7 separate regions of the Mus musculus genome follow, and regions 2, 3, 4, 5, 6 and 7 are each linked to region 1. Evidence: chromatin contacts called from public HiChIP or PLAC-seq and promoter capture Hi-C data. All regions are on one chromosome and are shown on one strand. Each heading gives the region's core, a stretch centred on a gene start, on an enhancer-like site or on the middle of the called end of the contact. The rest is flanking DNA. Distances are from core to core; before and after follow the strand shown. Region 1 holds the start of Fgfrl1 (fibroblast growth factor receptor-like 1). Region 2 holds the start of Fbrsl1 (fibrosin-like 1). Region 3 holds the start of Cdc7 (cell division cycle 7 (S. cerevisiae)). Region 4 holds the start of P2rx2 (purinergic receptor P2X, ligand-gated ion channel, 2). Region 5 holds the start of Golga3 (golgi autoantigen, golgin subfamily a, 3). Region 6 holds the start of Chfr (checkpoint with forkhead and ring finger domains). Region 7 holds the start of AB010352 (cDNA sequence AB010352).

Region 1 (2,819 bases), core at 221-2,720:
TCCCTTCCTGGCACACCTGTACTGACACACCTGTCTTTGAACAAGCCTCACTCACCTGTGGTCTCTGCACCTTCCCGTCTAACTTCAATCCATTGCCTACCTTTTTCTGCCCATTGGGCTCATTTGCTTTTAACCTCCCCACACTACAGAGCCACCTCCACACACAACTGCTCTTGGTTGGCAGCAACACAATGTTGTTGCACTACATGCTTCGGTGGCATCTCCTCACAAAACTTTCTGTGGAGCCAGGACCTACTCAGACTAGTCAGGACCCACTCTGTCTGTTTTAAATGCTTTCTGTGACCCCAGTACTAGCCCAAATTCTCTGGTAGCCCAGAGAAAGTTCCATGGGCTGCTTCTGAGACACAGCGTTGCAGTTGAGATGGGTACTTGGACCTTCATGCAGAGGAGACAAGGTTCACCTCCATTTGCCCACACTAGCCCAGAAACAGAATTTGGGGCTAGGAACACTAGGCTATTCCTCGGTTTCATTTTTCTCTGACAGGCTTCCGGAAAGAGGGGGTGCTTCTTAGCTTAGAGAAGAAAAGTTGTTTGGATCAGGGTCCTTGAAAGCGGAGCTTAGGAGTGGTCTCTTGGGAGGCACTACCGGGGCGTCAAAAATTATGGGATTTATGTTGAGAAAACTGGCAAGACTCATGTTTTGATGAATTTTGGCTCTGGTGAGTGAGGGTAGGCAGGAAGCTGTCTGGAGAGATCGCGGGGGATGGATCAGGATGCTGCTGAAGGGAGCTAGTGAGGTTTGGGAAACTCACCAGTCTTTCTGTTTGATGGGTGCAGGGGTACAGCAAGACACTTGCTAAGTAGCAAAGACAAAAGGGTGTGTTGATTACTATCACAAAGCAGGTGAGGTGCAGAGAAGTATCCAGGTGGGCTGTAGGACCCTCTCAGCCTTCCTAAGGTCCTAGGTACAACTAGATGCTCAAGTCAGGGCTTCGTTGGACTCCAGCACTGGAGATCTGCGCCATCTCCCCCCCCCCCCCCGCACCTTACCCCCCCACCCCCACCCCCCCACCCCCCGCCCTCAAACCAGAGCAGCACAGCGGCCTCTCTACTCACAAAAGCTCGAAGGTTCCGTTCAGCTCCCTTCCTCCTGTTTAAAGCCGGGAGTAGAGACAGTGCAGTAACGGCCAGCTCTGGGGGCCAGGGGCCTAGCTGGTGCAGATACCGAGTGGGCTCCGCGGCCATCAGCTGGTCTTCAGGCTAGCGGGACCGCGCGTTCCCAGAGCCCAGGGGCGGGGGCGCGGCGAGGCAGGGCCGACTGGGCGCGCTCCGGGGAGCCGCCAGCCTGAAGGGCAGAAGCACTGCGAGGGTTAAGCAGCGAGCCTGGCGGGCACGTGTGCGGATTGGAGCAAAGTTTCGGGGAGGGGCGGGGAACGGGGCGGACTGGGGCTCGCAGATTGGCCGGAAGTTGTGCGGGGCGGAGCTCAGGGCTGCTCCGCGCTCGCTCCGGGAGAGTTGACAAAGCCCCGCAGGGAAGGACGCCTCGCGGCGCGGCGCCCCGGGCCCCTCGCCCCGCCGCCCCTCTTCCCCGCCCTCGCCAAGCCTCGCCGTTTATCCGCGCGGACAGCGCGCCCCGCGCCCCAGCCCGGCCCCAGCCGCCAGCGCCCAGGTAGCGCCGCCCCGCCCAGGCCGGGCCCGGGGGCGCGGGGGGCGGGATGCGGCGCCCGGGGCAGCGATGACCGCGTCGCGCTGCTCAGGGGCCCGGCTCTGACCCCGTTGCCTGCTGCGCGCCCCCGCGCTGATCCCTGTCGAGGTGAGCCGGGCTGTACGTCCGCGACCCCCGGAGGGAGGGCTGGAATGGGTTAGAGTGCGGGGCGCGAAGGGCAGGGCCGCGATCACTGTGCGGGGCGGGAGCCGGGCTCGCGCCGTAGCTGCTCCTGTGGGGCCCGCGGCCCTGCCCCGCGCCCCGCCCCCCCTTGAGCCCCACGTGGGCCCCCCAGCGCAAATTTGTCCGCTAATGGCGCAGGCGATTATCTGCGGGGCCGCTCGGTGTTGTGTGTCCCGCGGGCAGGGCCCGAGTTACAAGCGCCAGGAATCCAGACGGTGTTTGGAAAGGGGGCGGCGGGGGCGGCTGGTAATTAGTGTAAACCCTTTGTCTGCCTTTGATACGCTCAGCGTCTACGCGCCTCGCTTCCTTTGCCTGGAGCTCGGCGCCGAGGGGGGCCGGACCCTGGCTCTGCGGCCGCGACCTGGGTCTTGCGGGCCTGAGCCCTGAGTGGCGTCCAGTCCAGCTCCCAGTGACCGCGCCCCTGCTTCAGGTCCGACCGGCGAGATGACGCGGAGCCCCGCGCTGCTGCTGCTGCTATTGGGGGCCCTCCCGTCGGCTGAGGCGGCGCGAGGTGAGTCCTGGCGCCCAGTCTGGCGCTTTGGCCTCTGCAGCGCCGCCCCTTTCCCACCAGCCCTGAACTCTGCCACACAGTGCCCGCCTGGCACACTCCTCCCCTCCCTGTCTGCTCCATCGCAGCAGATCCTCCCCCCAACCCCCATCCTTAACCTGAAGTACTGTCGGTTTTACATGCCTCTACCTCACTCTTGGGGTTACCTAGTCACAATCAGATACCCCCAGCTCACCCTCTTTGGCTGACACCTCATGTAAAGGGCCCCAGAATCATTTGACTGTTGGCCTTGCCTAGGTCCTTTCCAGGACAGCCTCATAATCTTGCATAAACACACTTTCAGGTGCATATCTAGATGGAGAGCAGGTGGTTGTCACCCCTCCCCCAGATTCTTGGGGAGTGGACTCTTTGTGGGAGCAGAAAACCTAATTGGGTCCCTGGGAACTTGCAGAGACTCACACA
Region 2 (2,819 bases), core at 142-2,641, 1.8 Mb after region 1:
GACCCCAGGGTTAGAATATGAACTTGGGGAAAACTCCATTTAGATATCCAATGACCAATTCCCCTTTCTCAAGCTTGGCCTGAAACTGGGAAATCGCAGGTATCAGTCAGGGCAAGAGTGAATAGGGTCGCAGTAATCCCTGCGACCACAGCCCAGCAGATGAGATGTGGTCCCCAAAGTTTTCACCCAGACAGAGATCTCTGCATTGCTAGGGGTTTGAAGGTTCTGCTAGTGCCCTGAAGGCCTGACCAGCATTTTCAACCACTTGAGTTCCAGAGACACAGTGACTACTCACTCACTCACTGACCATTTCTCTCACTTCCTTCTCTTCTACTAACCTGAGTTCAGGTCGGAAGGACACTTTGCTCAGCAAATACTGTGCACGACAACTCAGTCAAACACGTAGTATTCTTAGCAAATCTATTACCTATACCCATGCAATGATCACCAAGAAGGGTTTGCCAGTTGACTCCCGGTTCCCTCCAAAGAACCCTTAAGAGATCATAGGACAGGAAGAATCCCAAGTGTCCATTTTATCGTCGCTGCCTCCCCGAGGCCCAACAATGTCCAAATCCCCAGCTGGTCCCGGACGCAGCGATAACTTGGCAACAAGTAACGATCGCTGCAAAGCCCGCTTAGGTGGCGTGGTTTAAGTCCTCCCACACACCCCTCACTCCAGGTCCTCTTCCTGGCAAGGTTGCAGCGCGGGGCCAGGAGGCATACGTATGCGTTTCCTTGGTCCCGGGTCTGGCCTTCCAGCCCACCTACCTCCAGGGCCTCCAGGGTGCTGAAGCTGGCTATAGCGAAGCCGTCAATAACCTCCTCCTCCTGCGAGCTGGACTCGCGGCGACGGCGCCGCGGGGGGCGCGCAGCGCGCAGAGGCGTAGGGCGCTGAGGCGGCGCGCCGTGGAGTCCCGCGTTCTCCTTGCCAGGACTGGGCTCTGGCTCCTCACCCGACGACGGGCTCTGGGCGCGGGCGTCCCGGGCGGCTTCCCGACGCCGGCCGCGATCTCGCTGCGCGCGCGAACGCCGGCTTGGCCGGACCTTGGCCTCCATGGCGGCGCCGCGGCGGTGACCTTGGCGCCCCGCACCGCCTGCTACGCCGTGCCGCCGGGCTGCGAGGGCGCCGCGCGGGCTCGGGGCCGGGGCGGGCTCGGGACCGGGGCGGGCATGCCGGGCGCGGGCTCTCAGCACCGGACGCCGCGCGGGCTAGGACCCCGGGTCCCGCGCATCGGAGTGCGGCGGTCTCTCGGCGACCCTAGACCAGGTCCCCAGGGACACGGCCCATGGCGACCGGCGGGCAGCGGCAGAAGGCGGCGGGTGGCGGAGCTTCTGAGCACCGGGACCGTGAGGCAGACACAGTAGTGGCAGCGACCAGAGCGGATAACAACTGACGCACTTCCGCCGGGCCGGAGTGCCAGAGGAAGCGGGCGCAGCTGGGGGAGGCTGACCCGTCGACTCCGCCCCACCCTGGCCCCGCCCTGACCCCGCCCTTCCGGACTAAATGGCTCTGCGCTGAGCGGGCCCTCGCCCTTTCACGTTAAGCCCCGCCCCCGAAAGGGGGGAAGCTTTCCCTTTGCTCCGCCCCTGCAACAGGCCACACCCGTTTGCGCACAGCTCTTTAGAATTCCGACCCCCCGACCCTGTCAGATCACGCCCCATTCTTCCCGGCTCCACCTCTCTTGTCTACGCTTTCTCAGTTCCTTAAGCCCCGCCCTTGCCTTCCGGTCCTGCTCACCTGTGCAGGTCGCTGAGCCTAGTCATGGTCAGATCCCTCCTACTTCATGCCTCGCCTTGTTGACCACGCCTACTAGGCAATTAGTGCTCGCCTACAAGTACTGCCCAGCCACCTACAGCGAGTTTGTGGCGATCAGCGCCTCCCCTTCCGCCCTTCCCGTAGGAGGTGATGGGTCTATGCACCTACAGTAGCTTGGGGCAAACTGAGTGGAAGCACGTGAGAGAGAGTAGGTAGGTTGGTGCTGGGGGCTCACTGTGCTGAAGTCCTAGAGGCAGCGCGTACGTCATCGTCCACCTGCAAGCCCTCAAGCCCAGTTTCACTCTGGTCCCCATGCAAAATTAGGTAGCGCCCTGAAAACCAAACCCTCCAGTCTCAAGTAGTCTTTCCTTAGAGACCTGCCTACACTAGTCCAAGGACTTGGGGACCGCCGATAGGAAGTACAAAACTAGACAAAACCGTGAGTTTCCTCAGCAACTTCCCCAGTTGGGATGCCCTGGAGCTGGGCACGAAGTCTCAGCAATTCCTCCAGTGAGAACATTTGACATGAAGAGAAGGGAGGTGTCACAGCTTGGGCATTGGGCACTGAGTGAAAAGTGACATTGAGCCATGCCTACATCTGGGCAGCAGAGGCCCTGAAAGGAAGCAGACACGACTGAAGAATGCCCCTGGACAGGACCTCAAGTGCACATTTTCTGGCTCCTGAGATGGCCACAGGCTCTCTGCCAAGACGTCCCTTGGGGCATCTGGGAACGTGGCCTATCATCCACAAGTGTGCTCTTTCACTTAACAACACGGGGACCAACACACCTGCCAGCCTACCTGCCAGCCTTCCCTCTTCTTCCCATTCCAGATTTTATTACAAAACTACTCAGAGCTAGCATCTAACTAGCTAAAGAACCCTGTTGGAAAGACGCAGAACCAAGGCAGCTCCTCATTCCTGCTAACTGTTCTCTTTTAGACACCTCCTCCTGAGACCACCCCACTCCCAGCTTGTGGGGAGTTTCACTCTAGGTCAACCCTTTTCCACTCCAAGAACAACGACTGAGACCCGATTTTTGAAGTTTTCAACAGAAATAAAAGG
Region 3 (2,819 bases), core at 184-2,683, 1.7 Mb before region 1:
CCCTTGCTCTCACTGGCAAGTCCATTTACCCTGATGCTGAGCTGTCATTGGTGTTGGAACCACTCCTTTGGAAGCAAACTGAAGGTCAGAAGCTCTCTAGGAATTCCCTGGGACACCAGCAGCAGATTGGAACTACTGAGACATCCAGCAAAGATACCAGATTCTTTGCCTTTCCATTGTTGGACAACCTGGACCACAGCATGCATGCCACTCTGATAAATAGCACATACACATATATACACATTCACATAAATACATACATTCACACATCTGCATACTCATTCTGTCAATTCTGTTCCTTAAAGAACCCTGACTAATAAAATCAGCATAGAGTTTTGTCATATTTTCTCCATCTGTGCCTTGTGGAAGATTATGAGGTAAATGTATTTTTCATGGGCAAAAGGTAAATTGGGGCTTTCTTGTAAAAAAAAGAACTATCAGAAAACACTACTTATAATTCTTCACTATTAATGCTAAAGTAAAAAAAATATTTGTGGTCTTTCACTGTGTTAACTAATCTAATGAATGGTAATAATACTAACTCCTTAGAAATTCTTTTACTATGTATGTATTTACACACATACACACACCTGTATACCATGTAAACAGATTGTAGCATGAAAATCACAGTTATGATATTCCAGGAGCTAGTAAAAATTATTGATTGAATAAACATGCCTATAGCTGGACACTCTCTCTGGTCTGGGCTAGGCTGCTCTAGTGGAGGTGGACTGTCGTCTAAGAATGTCAGAGCTGGGGTTGTCAAGTTCTGGCTATGGCATGACTCTCGATAGTGGGGTTACCTGAACAAGAGGGGCCAAAATTCCAGCATTGATGGGGTAGGGAATTTCCTGGCCCAGTCCCTTACTGAGGCCCTGGCAGAGCGTAGTTGCCAGGCCAGGAGGGATCATTCTTTTTGGAGATGCAACCGGTGTTAAGAGTCCGATGCATAATCCAGTGGATCACTCCACACCCACGCAATATAGACTTAGTGGGTTACTAAAAGACGCGAAATTGGGATAGCTTTTTGACTGCCTTATTCACCACCGTTATTCGCTCAGTCCCTAAAAACTGGTTTATATCACAACTAAATAAATGATCAACATACATTGCAGCTGGTCTCTACTATAAGATCCTCAAGAACCAGTGGTTAAACTTTTTGTTTTTCGTTGAGAAAAGTAAAACCGGACTCAACCAAGTGCCTTTTACCCGAGAAGTGTCCAGCGTGTTGAGACCACAGTGTGAGGCCGAGAGAGAACGCTAAGGACCGGGCGACGGGACGAGGAATCCCGGGCGCCTTTTTAGTCCTGGGGCTCGCTAACTCAGCAAAGGACCACCGAGCCCTCTCTGCTGCACTCTTCCTTTCCGACCGCCCCGCCTTGAAAAACCACGCCTCTTGCGCAGGCGCCGAGGGCTTCGGAATGCGCATGAGCAATTCAAAGCAGCGCGGGAAGAATCGCGCATGCGCGCCTGGCGGCCCGGCTCAGTGGGACGCTCCTGAGGGAAGCGACCGCGGACGTCCTAACTTCTGTGAACCGTGAGTTTCTGACAGTTTTCCCCCCTGCCGTGGACGGTGAGGGACCGGGGACGAGTTCTTGATCGTGACTTAGGTCGTGTCGCCCTGCGGGCATCCCGCGGCGGGAAGAGGTGCGCCTGCGCACTGAGCTTCCCGTTGGCACTGGCGGACAGTCCGCCCTACGCACTCGCCCAGGGCGGCCCATTCATTCATTTATCCTTCTGTTGGCACCCTGCTGCCCTCGGTCGGCTCCAGTCGAGTGGAGTGTCACGCCCTGGCGAGCGACTTCCTCCCGGGCAAACCGCAGTCCTTCCCCGCAGCCTCCCGGGGATCCCTAGCCGGCTGCAGCCCGCTCCACCTGTCCCCCGCGGGAGTGCTCGCCGCAGGCCAGTGGCAGCGACGCCGCTCCGGCTGGGATTTGGACATATGGTGCGGGTTTTAGTGCTACCTCCTGAAGGGCAGGTGGTTTGGTGCGTGCCTGCTTGGGTGAGCTACTTCGCCCTTCTCACCGTGTTGTGATTTTCACAGCTGCTGCTCTCGCCTGTGCACATGACCCCGTAGCCCGCTCTTTGCATCCCAGTCGTGCGTAGTGGAAGCCTCTTTGGGGACTCAGATGGAGGAGCCAATGGCGTTTTCTTCCCTTCGTGGCAGTGACAGGTGTCCGGCTGATGACTCTTTAAAAAAATATGAGCAGAGTGTTAAACTTTCAGGTATGTGCTCAATGCCACGGTCACACGGTTCTGAAGTCGCACGGGCAGCCAGTCTGCATCTTCTAATTCGAGGAAAGGGGAAAAAAGAAATGTAATTAAATTACACTCCCAGAAATAAACAGAAAAACCACACACACACCTGACTAGTAAACTGAGTTGTATGTTTAAATTTCACATGTCAACATAATATCATGAAGTCTAGATTTAGGATTGGATCGCGTTTTAAGAGGTGTGGAATCCAGTTTTCATTTTAGAGGACGTCGGTTGGGTCCAAATATTAGTGGCTTTTTAGGAAAGCATGTTTGTTGACACCTGACTTTTTTCTTCCACACCCACTGTAGCCTTACTGTGTAAAGTTTGGTTTTAGGAATTGGTGGGGAAGGGATTAAGGATTCATAAACAAAATTCACAGGCAGAAACAAGTGGAATGTTTGTAACGGATACTTTTTTCTTCGTAAAGTGGAATGTAGCTCAGCCGCAGACTCTAGTTTTAGAAGGTGGCTGAAAAGTCCCATATTGTGTACTTTCAGCAGGACATAGAGGTAAACGTCTGTAAACCCAAGGGGAGGTGGAGATCAGGAGTTCAACCCTGC
Region 4 (2,819 bases), core at 159-2,658, 1.6 Mb after region 1:
TCAGAGTCCTGATCAAACGTGCAGTGCTTCAGGTAGTCACTCTTCTGGCTTGCAATGTTGCCCCTAAGGAGAAGCAGAAAACAAACACCTGCTCCCAGCACATGCCTACATACTGGTCGGGCATTTGCAATTACTCCTCAGACTCACTTGGAGAACTTGAACTTGGGATAGTGGATGCTGTTCTTGATGAGGATGGTGAAATTTGGGGCCATTTTACCCAGAAAATGGCTGCAAAGTTACAGACAGTGGTTTAGTCTCCTTTCCCCCAAATCCCAAGGGCAGGAAGGAGGACATGGTCTCCCTCCTCCTCCCAGTTAATCTGATCTTCATCAGTAAGGAGAAAGGAGACTGCCGATGGGGTCTGTAGATCCTGCATACTTTTCAGAAGTCCCATCCTCCACCGGGCACCAGGCTGACACCTCGCAGGTCTTGGAGTCCCCATGGTAATAGGGTACACAGCGTCCTGTCCGAATCCCTACAGGACACACACTGGTTAATCTACTGAGGTCAGGCTAACCCTGCCTTCCCCACTGTCCCTGATGCACACTGACCATTGCCCTGCATGTCCAGCTGTCCGGCCACACAGTCGTCATCTAAATGGCAGGTAGAGCTGTGAACCCTCATGCTCTAGGGTGGAGATTGTAGGTTAGAGGGTAGACTCTGCAACTGGCCTAGGTTTTCCCAGACCACCCTTGACCGGCCTCACCTCTGGGCATGTTCCCAGGGTCTGGGAAGGAGTAACCTCGATCCTGGTGATGATGCTGACTACACTGCCCCCCTGGGTGCAGAAATAAAGGCGCGGTGGGCCTGTCAGCTCACTCAGACGGGTCACACCGCGGAGGAGCATCGGGCCTGGGGCAGGAAGCGCCGCACCTCCGGGGGCTTTACGTATTCCTCCACGTCCCACACTTTGTGTTCCGACATGGTGATCCCCTTGACTTTGGTGATGATGGAGCTCTCCGGACCGGTTTCGCTATCCTGGTAGCTTTTCTGCACGATGAAGACGTACCTGTGGGATAGGGCGGTGCCGGCTCCGGAGGCAACCCTGGAGAGACCAGGATATCCCTCTCCTAAAGCCCTAAGGGCGCCCGCACAAGCCCAGGGCTGAGTATCCCCTCCCGCCCGATTGCCCACTGTGCCCCGGCCGGCGCACCACACGAAGTAAAGCAGAATGAGCAGCTGCACCATGCGGTGCACGAATCCCAGGCGCCGATTCCGCACCACGATCACCTTGGGCGTCTCGTAGTCCCAGAACGCGGACCAGCAGCCCCGGGCCAAGCGCCGGACCATGGCCGCCCCCGCGGGAAGCCGGGGCTGTGCAGCGGCCATGGCCCAAGGAGCTCGGTCCACAAGAGCTGCTGGAGCGCCTCACACTCTCGGCCTCTCGTGGGCAGGCTGGGGGTGTGGCCTCGCTCCCCGCCCTTTGTGACAGTAGCAATCTAGTCCCTTTCCAGTCTTACTGAAGACTGCAGGTGCGGCGGGGTGCGGCTCAGAGTGCAGCCTGGTGGTGCAGTTGGTGGATCACAACTCCAGTTTGGTGACAAGAAGAGCGGAGAGGCCAGGCCAGCCCGGAGAGCCCCGGGAGGAGCCCAAGAGAAGCTCCACACTGGGCGCTTTCCTCATCACTCAGAGGATCAGGGGCTGACGGCAGGCACCCCAGGTTTCTCATAGCAGACACACAAGGGCGCAGCCCCAACCCTCATTTCTCCAAGGAACTGCCCAGCATTGGGATGTTAATTCCGCTTCCCCCTCCAACCCCCCCACACCCCTTGCAAACCGAAATTGTTTGCTGGTAACTGATCAGGTCTCTCCTGCGCCCAGGTTATTTGAAGCAAATACCAAACATCTTAATATGTCTCAGCGAGATGATTTTAAGCTGTCTTTTATGGAAATAAAATGCATTTAGCGTATGAACAACCCAATGAGTGTAGTACATGCTGCTGTACGTTGTGCAGTCCCCTTCATTGGACAACACAAAACCCGTTCTCCCACCTCAGAACAAACCCCTGTCCATAAAGCCGCCATTCCTGTTCCCACAGTAGTCTTCATGTCTCAAAAAGGTTTTTATTTGAAATACGATACCTACGTCTGGCTTTATCGTGTTTTCAAGATCCACCCACATCTTTGCTAATACTTCAAAGTAAGACCAGAGCAAATCCATCCTTGGCAAACCTGGACATCTCTTTGCTGTTGCTAATAGTACAGCTAAATTGCATATTTGAACTGTTTGATTAAATCTGACCAGTGCCTAGGGAGCAACGGCAATCTAATTTAGAACAACTGAATGCATAATTTTAGGGAATATTTTGTAACAAAAGACTGGGTCTTGGCCCATCTCAGACGCCAGTTGTCCAGATCCCTTCCAGACAGGACCTCCCCACCCGAAATCACCAAGCTGATCACATCCTTCCTGTTTTCCACCAAGGACCTTCATGGATCCTGGTGCCATTCTTTGTGAGTCCTTCTTTCTTAGAAAAGTCCTGCTTTAATTTGCCTGAGGCTGAGCATGCTTATACAAAACCAGTAATCCCACCACTTGAGAGGTGGAGACAGGAGGATTGTAAGTAGTCAGTCCTAGTCAATCATTAAAGAGCTAACAAGGAGAGCTGCTGGAGCTAGGTGGTGGAACACTTGTCTAGTACTTGTGAGGCCCTGGGTTAAGTCTCCACGCCCCCCACCCAGGGGCAAAAATCTCAAGTGAACGAACAGCCCACACACTATAGAACAGACAGAAGGATTGATAAATGAGAACAAACTGAGACTATTATCAGGGGGCAGAGTCAGCACCAGACATGAGCACCTGACTTAGGAGTGGAGAA
Region 5 (2,819 bases), core at 142-2,641, 1.5 Mb after region 1:
AGGCCAACTTGTAGAGTTGGTTCACTTCTTCCACCACTATATAAGCTTCAAATTGCCAGTCTTATGCTGCAAGTGACCTTGCTTGCTGAGCCACTCACCAGGTTCAGAGAGGTCCTTTCTCAATAATCCATAAGATTGCAGAATGTCTACCCACCTGTCTCTTTATTCAGCTCTGACATCATCTACTCTCTTGTATGTCTGTTTTTTACTATTTCCCTCCAAGAAGTAAGTTTCCTGAAAGCAGACAGCATCTGGCAAAGTCCTTGGCACACAACAGTCCTCAGTAGATACAGCAGGTTCCCCCATCAACCCCTGGACATATAAAGCTGGGACCCTGTCAGTCCTTTTGTCTACCTCAAGACCCTTCAAATTTGTTCATTGACTGATGAGCAGAAACAAAAGGGAAATATCCAAACAATAGGATATTAGCAATAAGAACGAAGCACTAAAAGATGTACAACATGGATACAATTTGAAAAAGAACTCAAAGCTATACAGTATATGAACCCTATTGGTATGAAATGTACAGGCAAGGACACTCAGAAACAGAAATAATGATAAAATCGTAAACAGGAGCAAACTTTACAGCATGTAAATTATATCTTTGTAAAGCTTTGGTCATTTTTATTTGGGGTTGGAAATGTAGCTTGGAGGTGGGGAGGTTACTAGACATGTTCAAGGCCCAGGATACAATCTCGAGCACTGAAAACAAAATGTATACTTAGCATTTTCCCCATGTAGCAGTGGCAATAGTTTAATATTGTGTTGTGAGAACTTCCTCTCCTTTCCTATCTTCACATACTAGAGACTGAACCCAAGAGTTCTGAACTACACCGCAGACGTCTTTTTACCTTTTAAGACAAGTCCCACTTTATAGTCCAGTCAGTCCTCGAGCTTGTGATACTTGTCAGACTTCCTCGTGGCTGGCAATGCAGTCGCGTGGCGCAGTGTCCGGCCATGTATAACACTGGCAATAATACAAACAAGACTGACAAACACTTAGGAACAAGTTGTCAGAACTGTGGTGGAGGCGGTGTCTGGCGGGGAAGCCACGCCCCGGGGGCGTGGCCACGTGGATCGTCATACCCACCAGTCAGAAGGCCGCGAGGGGCGGGAGCGTGGCGAGTCCAACGTCACTACCACCGGAAGCGTTTTTCTTTTTTTGGGGGGGGGGGGAGGGTTGTCCTGATTTCGTCTCTTAGGCTGGAAGTTGTTCCTCTGAAGGGAAGGCACACAAAATTTTAAGTCCACTTTCTGAAGGATATCTCAATCTGTCCGGAGATCCATACCAACCCCAATTTGAAAGTGGCTACTGGCCGCTGAGGGCAGCCTCTCTTCCGGAACGAAGACCTCGCGGACCGTTTGTTTCCGGGGGGTTGCCCGAGACTGGTACCCTGTTGCGCCCCGCCCCTTGCACAGCCACGTCCTACCGGAGCCGCAGGGTTGGGCCGGAACCGGTGAGGGTTTTGGGGGCTATTACTGAGGAGGGTCGGGACCTTGTGGCAGAGGACCGTGGAGGAACTGTTGGGGCAACCCTGGCCGCGCCCAGAGAGGCGTACAGGGGCAAGGCGGATGCAGAGTCCGGTGAGGGTCGCGCAGACTTTGGGTCAGCCGCGGTCAGCTCAAGTCAGTTTTTGCTTTTACTCCGTGGGGTTGGAAACCTGCCTCGCAGCTGGGTTGTCAGTAAATGCAGAGACTGCTTCTGCACCCACGGAATGCGGTCTGCCCTGAGAGCGTTGCTACTGCTGCTTGGTTGGGTCAGCGTGTTTGAAGTCTGCTCCTTTTGCAGTTGATGACGAACGTGACATGGTGGCAAGTCGTACAGTGCGTGGGGGACTTAGGTTGTTTTGATTCTGGTGCTCAGAGGTGTTTGCTGAACATGGTCAGTGGAGTCAGTGACCAGAGAGAGCTAGGCGAACAGCTTACCACCTTCCCACGGGCGCTTACTGAATGTTTATAGAAAAAGAGGCCCTGTTTGTAAAAGGTCCCAGGATACAGTAGTGTTTTGGTCTCTGTTTTCATCACTTTCTGGTGGAGGTATACTGACAACTCAAAACAGTTGAGAGGATTAGGTTTGTGCAACCTTCGGAAGAGTTTACCTTTGAGTCAAGACAGGCCTCCATGACAAGAATCGTTTGTGCAAAATTATTGAGAGGAATGTCTCAAGAAAAGTGAACAAGAAGTGTAGAGACCCTATGGAGAGTCAGTTGTACTTCTGGATGCATGATATAGCCAGATAATGAAAAAAGACACAGCATGTGAGGGGTACAGACATAAGTAGGAACCCAATTAAAGTGGTCTCCGGTCGAGGCTAAGAAGTTTGTATTTTATTGTCAGTAGGACACTGTAAACCATTTACAAATGCCGCCTGACTTTTATAGTCCGTTAATGACTCAGATACAGTGTACCTTGAATGGAAAGAAAAGGAAAAGCCTGGATAGGGTGGCACATGTCTGTTATACCAGCTCTTGGGAAGTCAAGACAGGAAGACCTCAGCCAGCTTGAGGCCCATGCTACATAGCAATATTCTGTCTAAAAAATCCAAAAGCAGATCGGAAAGACTTCTGAGTGGTTGAATGTTATAGAGTCTGATGACCTGAGTTCCCTGGGAGCCCTGTGGTGGAAGGAAAGCATCCACTCTTCAGTTGTCCTCTGCCCTCCACACAACTGTGCGTATGAACACAGACACAAATCTGGAAAATCTTGTTTCTTCCCTATTTCTTATAAAAGAAAGGAAACAGAAGAAATGAAAGTTGCTCAGATTTAAAAATAGCTGGGTTTTGGCCAATTGCTTTAAGTAGTGTTTTTTTTTTTTCTCT
Region 6 (2,819 bases), core at 180-2,679, 1.4 Mb after region 1:
ACTTTCATGGTATAAGCTGTCCCTAGGATGAACCCCAACATAAGAGAGACACCTGCACCAATATAAGAAATTATTTGGAATAAGACTTTCATTTTGACTAGTGGCCGAGTAAAGTTTAAGTTCCTAAGGCCTATTGGGAATTGACATCCTACTTGGCAGAAAGAAATATGTACATGGGTACTGTGACAAGTTAGGACATGAATGTTAGGTAAGTCAAGTCCCTGCAAGTTGAGTACCCAGATCAATGGGAGCAGGGTACATATACAACAAAGACAAGTTCCTAAGTAAACCCTCTATCCCTAAATCCTGATTGGTGGAATAATTTAGCACAGATGTTTGTGGATTTTAGGCTTAAAAACTCTATATAATCTTAACTGGGGGGTGGGGGTGAGGGTCACAGTTCAGTTCCCAAATGTGAACAGTGGCCCAGCCAATCACATTAGAGATTACCTAATATCCACCCCCCAATAAGAAGGCCCACACACCCTTGACTGCGGACACCATTTCAAAAAATGTGACCCACATACTGCTTGTTTCTTCAGAATAAACGCTCTTTGTCTTTGCATATTATCTATGTCTGGGGTCTTCTTCGGCGATTTTCAGACCGGTACAAATCCATGTTCCCGGAGGCAGCCACTGCTACTTTTATATCCTTTCAAAAGTATTTGAGTAAATCTTTGTAGACATAGGCAAAGACGCATTTCCACATATATTTACAAATGTGTCTGTGTATGTGTTTTCTTTTTACAAAACAAACAAACAAACAAACAAACAAACAAACAGATGTTTAATACTTTTTTGAAGCTGTTCACCAGCAAAGACATTACTCCGAGCTGCTCAAGAACCACTGTGTGTGGACTTTGCTTCTCTGTCTTCAGTGACTTTCTTCCAGGGCATTGTTTTTGCCAGTGTTTCTCTCTCACCGGGGGGTCACCAACATGCTTGTAGCATACAACTCGGGAATGACACAAGATCCTAAGAAACAGGATTTAAAGATACCGCAAATCAGCCCTCAGAGACGAGTTACCTGTTTCTATTCTAATTGACATCTTAAATTATGCTCCTTGCGAAGGGCTGGCCCACTGTACCAAGCTTTCACATTTTGTAATCTGACGTGTGAAAATAGCACCTTATCTCGGAATTACAAGTGAGGTTTTAAGGACCTTCCGATCTATAAGTTACTCGGTCTTTTTTTTTTTTTGGCCCGAATCTAACATGGTGCCCTCCACAGCTACTTCCGTGCTTTTGCAGGAAGGTAAGTGCGCCTGCCTGCCAGCATCAAAGATGGCAACAAGGTGCACATTCTCTCATCTGCGCAGGCTCCGATCGCTCCGCCCCGCCCCCTCCGGATAGCCTTTTCTGGCACCGCTCTAGCCGTCGCTCTCGGTGGGCACGGCCGCCAGCCAATCACAGGGCGTACCGCTCTGCTCCCCTCCCCCTCGCCTCCCGTGGATCAGCTGGGGTACCCGAGATGTCTGTTGACAGCGGTGGCGGCGACTGTAAGGCCGGTTCCGGGATCCGCGCAGGGCGTGGGGTAAGCTGGCCGGCGGGTGGGGTCCTGGCTGGGGAGGCAGGCGGCGGCCAGGCTATAGCAGCGGTGCTGAGCGTTTTTTAAGTAGTCCCTGAGCCGGCGTTTCTGGGTCTCTGTAGATGTGAGTCCTATGGAGCTACACGGGGAAGAGCAGCCGCCGCCGCCGCAGGAACCCTGGGGGAGGCTTCTTCGTCTAGGCGCAGAGGAGGACGAACCCCAGATCCTTCTTTGGAAACGCGAGTGGACCATCGGAAGGAGGAGAGGTGCGGTGGCCAGAGTGGAGTGAGGACGAGGATAAAGGCTAAAGGGGTAGACAGGGATGAAGCATAGGGACCTAAAGTGGGTACCCAACTGAGAGGAGACCGAGGGCCTAGAACAGGATCGAAGACCTAGTCAGAGTGGGTTTAGATGGGGAAACCGACAGGGGGTTTGAAGTGGGAAAAGTACCCGGCTGGCGATACAGAAGCTACTGGAATTCGGGGGGTGTGTGTGTGTGCACTGTTTTTCAACCCCCCCCCCCCCCCATAAAATGGGCTTATTTATTTGTGCAGTTGCTCTTCTGGATGCTTGATGATGGATATCAGTCAGTTCTCAGTACAACTTTGTGAAATAGATCTGTAAATATATCCTTCGAAATACGATCTTGTCCTCATTACTGTACACTTCTCTTTCTCAATGAAATGCAATTAGAAATTATTAACAAAAGGAAAACTGAAAAAAGGTATGTAGAAATTTGACACCACTGTTAAAAGGTTGACGGGTGAAAAAAAATAAACCACAGGGACTTTAGAAAAAATGTTTTGTGACAAATGAGAACAAAGAATATGCTGGAAGACTAGGACACTGTTAAACCAGTGCTCTGAGGGCAACTTATAATGGCAGGGTTTCTATTTGAAAAGATCTCAAAGTCCCAGGAAATAGAATAATTTATTTAATGAACTTAGGAAACTGAGAATTTGAACAAAGTTATACACAGATCCCAACATCGATTGCTTTGGGTCAAGGACATACATTTCTTTTTTTCGTTTGTTTTTGTTTTTGTTTTTTTTGGGGGGGCGGTTATGAGGCAGGGTTTCTATGTATAGCCTTGGCTGTCCTGGAACTCACTCTGTAGACCAGGCTGGCCTCAAGCTCAGAAATCCACCTGCCTGTGCCTCCCGAGTGCTGGGATTAGGACATAGATTTCTATAACTTGTGTCCACCTTATTTTGCTAGGAGGATTGATAAAATCTTACATGAACTGCTTGTGTGTAACCTAGCTTTGGACTCGGAGAGAGCTTAGATGGTA
Region 7 (2,819 bases), core at 113-2,612, 1.2 Mb after region 1:
CTAAAAGAAACAAAGCTTTTTTTCTATACAAACATGGGTTTAATTTATTTAGCATTAAAAAGGTAGAAGCCTTTTCTTTCTCTATGTAATAAAGATTGGAACACATTTTTTTTTTTTTCATCCAGATTGAGTGAATCCTTGCTGCGCCCATGCTTGGTCTTTTGCTCCATATGCATATGTAAGTATGGATGTGTGTGTAAGTATAAAATTGTGAGAATGTCTGCTTGTGTGTGTGTAAGTATGTAATTGTGAGAATGCATGAAAGCTGGGCCCAGCTGGGTTTGAATAAAAATGAATAAATGAGCATGAATGAAGCTCAATATGAATTTATGTGAGATTATGCATATTTGCTTATGTAAAAGTTTTTCCTTCTTAGAGTGTTATTCTCTTCTCCTGGTTCAATAGAAGTCTACTGCTCCAAACTCCCTCCCAGCAGGAGGCATCTGGACAATAGGGCAAAGGGTCTAGCAATTAATCCTTTACTTAATCTCCTGCTGTTTTAGGATGAGGTGCTGAGTGCCAGAAACTGTGATTTCTGGCCTCAGAGGATCACAGAAGGCAGGTCAGCTACAACAGCATAGTAACTTAGACTTAGATAAGTAAACATTTTATTATACAGCAACCCTAAATTTTCGGTGAGACAAAGTCTTACCCTAGAATCTCAAAAGACAAAAGTCTTTCCCTCAGCCTACTCTTCCCCCTCCGCTTCCTCAATAAGACCAAAACCAAAAAAGAAGAAACACCCCACGCTGGGGCTGGCCCACTGCATAACTGCATCCTTTTAAACTGATTATTAAGATTGAAGCAAAAATAAATTACACTATGACTATAACAAACCAGAAATTAATAAGCCTATTAATTTCTATAAACTATTGTTTCCCCAAATCTCTCTTTAATTGTTAATACCCTTCCGCTTATGGGACAGATTGATAACTCCCCTGCAAGTTGAGTAATGGGCTATGCAAGCTCCCTACCTTGATTCAAGGAGGAAGAAGGCAAACAGCCTACTGAGGGAAGCTGTGGCTGAAGTTAGGCCCTGGTGATGACAGGGTCACTGCCCACCTAGGGGAGGAGCAAGCGGCTGAGCAGTGGCAGGTGGAGTGGTGGGGCTTCCCTGCGGTTGCGCGGGGAGACAGATGGGTAGGATATCTGAGGACTCGCACTAGTACTACAGAAATGCAGATCCCCGTAGATCTGGAAGAGGTTGGGCCCTGGACAGAAGCTTGGGCTGAGAACCTCTACACTGTGTACCTTCAGCACACTCTAACCCTAGGGGAGGTACTCGCGTCACTCAAGACTTACTGGCCAATCAGAGCCTTTAGGCGAACCTGCCAGTCAGAAGGGAAGGCGGGGTTTCCGGGTGCCTTGGTGCCGGTTTCGCTTAGTAGCTGAGCAGGCTGTGCTCTCTGTCCTGCCGCTGGATGCTGTGGAGGGTGTTAAGGCAAGCTTCGAAGTTGCGACATGGTGAGTACAAGGTCACTGAAAACAATGGGGAGAAGCAGGGGTCTGAGCAGCGCGAGCTGCTGCGGTGGGTCTTTCCCGGGACTCAGTGGGAATCTGCAACCATGTGTGAGGTCCCCTGAGGTCCTAGCCACTCGCGGGACCCAGCTATAGCCTCTGAATAACTTCACTGTGTGGGATGCATCTGTGCAGAGCATTTGGCCTGTGTGTAGAAAGATCTTTGGCTTGATCCCAAACTCAGAGAGTCCTAGTTTCTACAAGTTCTGTTGTTAGCATTTGACATTAAGGTGGACAATCCATTTGGAGTTAATTTTGTGGAGGTTGTGTGCTGGGTAGCAATCCAATATCAAGCTGTGATGTAAAAGTGCAGGATTGATGATGTAAAGGATTTACTAAAGCTTAGCGGATAGTAAGGCACTCCAAGTAGAATTTAGCTGAGGGTGCACTGCATGTAACACATCCCACAGATAAGTAATGTGCTAACCAGGGCATTTAGAGTATAGGTTACTAGGATACACATGCTTGTTCACCAGGATTGCCCAGATATATGGTTCCAAACCATAACAAAGGAAACAAACTTGATTTACAGCAAGCATCTAGGCCCATCTCCATATCAAAGAGCAGGCCTCTAACCAGCTGCTCAATGAGGCATTACAGGATCACAATCTACAGTAAGGCCTGGTGTGCCATAAAGGTTCTGTTTTCTTCTTGAGAAAAGCATAGTTCTGACACATTGGCAAGATGACACATAGTGACAGCCATGTGAAAGGGGGAAAAAGAAAAGAGAAGAAAACTTTTGTATTATTGAGTACTGGCCTGATCAAGCTGTAATTTCCCTGAGGTCCCCATGTCTGGAGCAGGACACAGCTCCTTCTGAAACCCAGGAACATGCTTGGCTGAGCCAGTCACAGCCTGGGGCCTACTCAACTGGGTCCTTGGGAGCTTACCCTGAGGCCCTGGGTATAGAGATAAAACCAGGGCCTTTTCTAAAATCAGGAATACACTTGGGAGAGCTGGTAATGGTCTGGGCCCAGGGCCTTTGGGAGGAGTTGAATCAGATTCTGAGAGCACAACTTCCCACCATATGGGGCTGTGGTTATCAGTTCCAAGGCCACTAGAAGTTTGGTCAGAAATGTTTTTGAGAAACCCTGAGTTGTCCCTTGTGCAGCAGTGTTTGATTAGCCTTCTCCTGAGTGTGTCCCATTGTCTGATGTTTCTGTAAACTTCATACTTTCTTCATCTTTCTGCTGACTTCAGAGGTGTCTCCCATCTCCTCCCTTTTCCCTCATGTCAATCGTGTACAAGATGGTATTCTTAAGAAGCTGACTTAGCATAAGCCATAGCTTGTGTAAGACCTC

What was found. Promoter capture Hi-C pulls out the DNA fragments that hold promoters and counts their contacts. HiChIP or PLAC-seq counts read pairs in DNA pulled down with a chosen protein or histone mark. Capture Hi-C pulls out chosen DNA fragments and counts their contacts.
Region 2: a contact with region 1 is called in a promoter capture Hi-C map of pre-B cells, with 7 times the contacts expected there. The contact joins the promoter of Fbrsl1 here to the promoter of Fgfrl1 in region 1. A contact is called at or near these places in 3 of 39 promoter capture datasets (hippocampal neurons, liver and pre-B cells) and 1 of 484 Hi-C or Micro-C datasets (embryonic stem cells).
Region 3: a promoter capture Hi-C map of adipose tissue shows a contact between it and region 1, with 2.7 times the contacts expected there. The contact joins the promoter of Cdc7 here to the promoter of Fgfrl1 in region 1. A contact is called at or near these places in 1 of 115 datasets of contacts at active chromatin or transcription factors (pancreatic cancer cells) and 2 of 9 other capture datasets (adipose tissue and liver).
Region 4: an HNF4G HiChIP or PLAC-seq map of pancreatic cancer cells shows a contact between it and region 1. The contact joins the promoter of P2rx2 here to the promoter of Fgfrl1 in region 1. A contact is called at or near these places in 1 of 39 promoter capture datasets (cranial neural crest) and 1 of 115 datasets of contacts at active chromatin or transcription factors (pancreatic cancer cells).
Region 5: a promoter capture Hi-C map of hippocampal neurons shows a contact between it and region 1, with 2.9 times the contacts expected there. The contact joins the promoter of Golga3 here to the promoter of Fgfrl1 in region 1. A contact is called at or near these places in 7 of 39 promoter capture datasets (the 3T3-L1 cell line, cranial neural crest, hippocampal neurons and 4 more), 3 of 115 datasets of contacts at active chromatin or transcription factors (cardiomyocytes, embryonic forebrain and neural tube) and 1 of 9 other capture datasets (adipose tissue).
Region 6: a contact with region 1 is called in a promoter capture Hi-C map of second pharyngeal arch cranial neural crest. The contact joins the promoter of Chfr here to the promoter of Fgfrl1 in region 1. A contact is called at or near these places in 10 of 39 promoter capture datasets (the 3T3-L1 cell line, cranial neural crest, frontonasal cranial neural crest and 6 more), 1 of 484 Hi-C or Micro-C datasets (muscle stem cells) and 4 of 115 datasets of contacts at active chromatin or transcription factors (astrocytes, embryonic hindbrain, embryonic stem cells and 1 more).
Region 7: a promoter capture Hi-C map of hippocampal neurons shows a contact between it and region 1, with 6 times the contacts expected there. The contact joins the promoter of AB010352 here to the promoter of Fgfrl1 in region 1. A contact is called at or near these places in 4 of 39 promoter capture datasets (the 3T3-L1 cell line, hippocampal neurons, liver and 1 more) and 2 of 115 datasets of contacts at active chromatin or transcription factors (astrocytes and microglia).

Annotation. Positions count from the first base shown.
Region 1 is chr5:108,692,759-108,695,577 of GRCm38.p6, forward strand. It overlaps Fgfrl1 (fibroblast growth factor receptor-like 1), which reads left to right and starts at 1,471. Exons shown (of 7, transcript NM_054071.2): 1 at 1,471-1,774; 2 at 2,137-2,360. The coding sequence starts at 2,294. Gm42151 (predicted gene, 42151) reads right to left here and starts at 1,308. Exons shown (of 2, transcript NR_168910.1): 1 at 1,078-1,308.
Region 2 is chr5:110,447,112-110,449,930 of GRCm38.p6, forward strand. Fbrsl1 (fibrosin-like 1) reads right to left here and starts at 1,392. Exons shown (of 19, transcript NM_001142642.1): 1 at 769-1,392. The coding sequence starts at 1,056.
Region 3 is chr5:106,962,889-106,965,707 of GRCm38.p6, forward strand. Cdc7 (cell division cycle 7 (S. cerevisiae)) reads left to right here and starts at 1,434. Exons shown (of 12, transcript NM_009863.3): 1 at 1,434-1,537; 2 at 2,045-2,226. The coding sequence starts at 2,130.
Region 4 is chr5:110,341,627-110,344,445 of GRCm38.p6, forward strand. It overlaps P2rx2 (purinergic receptor P2X, ligand-gated ion channel, 2), which reads right to left and starts at 1,409. Exons shown (of 11, transcript NM_153400.4): 1 at 1,154-1,409; 2 at 874-1,009; 3 at 707-778; 4 at 552-627; 5 at 379-475; 6 at 148-228; 7 at 1-63. The coding sequence starts at 1,329.
Region 5 is chr5:110,175,466-110,178,284 of GRCm38.p6, forward strand. It overlaps Golga3 (golgi autoantigen, golgin subfamily a, 3), which reads left to right and starts at 1,392. Exons shown (of 24, transcript NM_001347389.2): 1 at 1,392-1,457. It overlaps Gm15787 (predicted gene 15787), which reads right to left and starts at 1,039. Exons shown (of 3, transcript NR_040431.1): 1 at 852-1,039.
Region 6 is chr5:110,134,401-110,137,219 of GRCm38.p6, forward strand. It overlaps Chfr (checkpoint with forkhead and ring finger domains), which reads left to right and starts at 1,430. Exons shown (of 18, transcript NM_001289577.1): 1 at 1,430-1,534; 2 at 1,651-1,794. The coding sequence starts at 1,662.
Region 7 is chr5:109,865,349-109,868,167 of GRCm38.p6, forward strand. AB010352 (cDNA sequence AB010352) reads left to right here and starts at 1,363. Exons shown (of 4, transcript NM_001378279.1): 1 at 1,363-1,464. The coding sequence starts at 1,462. Gm35089 (a long non-coding RNA gene) reads right to left here and starts at 1,272. Exons shown (of 3, transcript XR_389508.4): 1 at 975-1,272.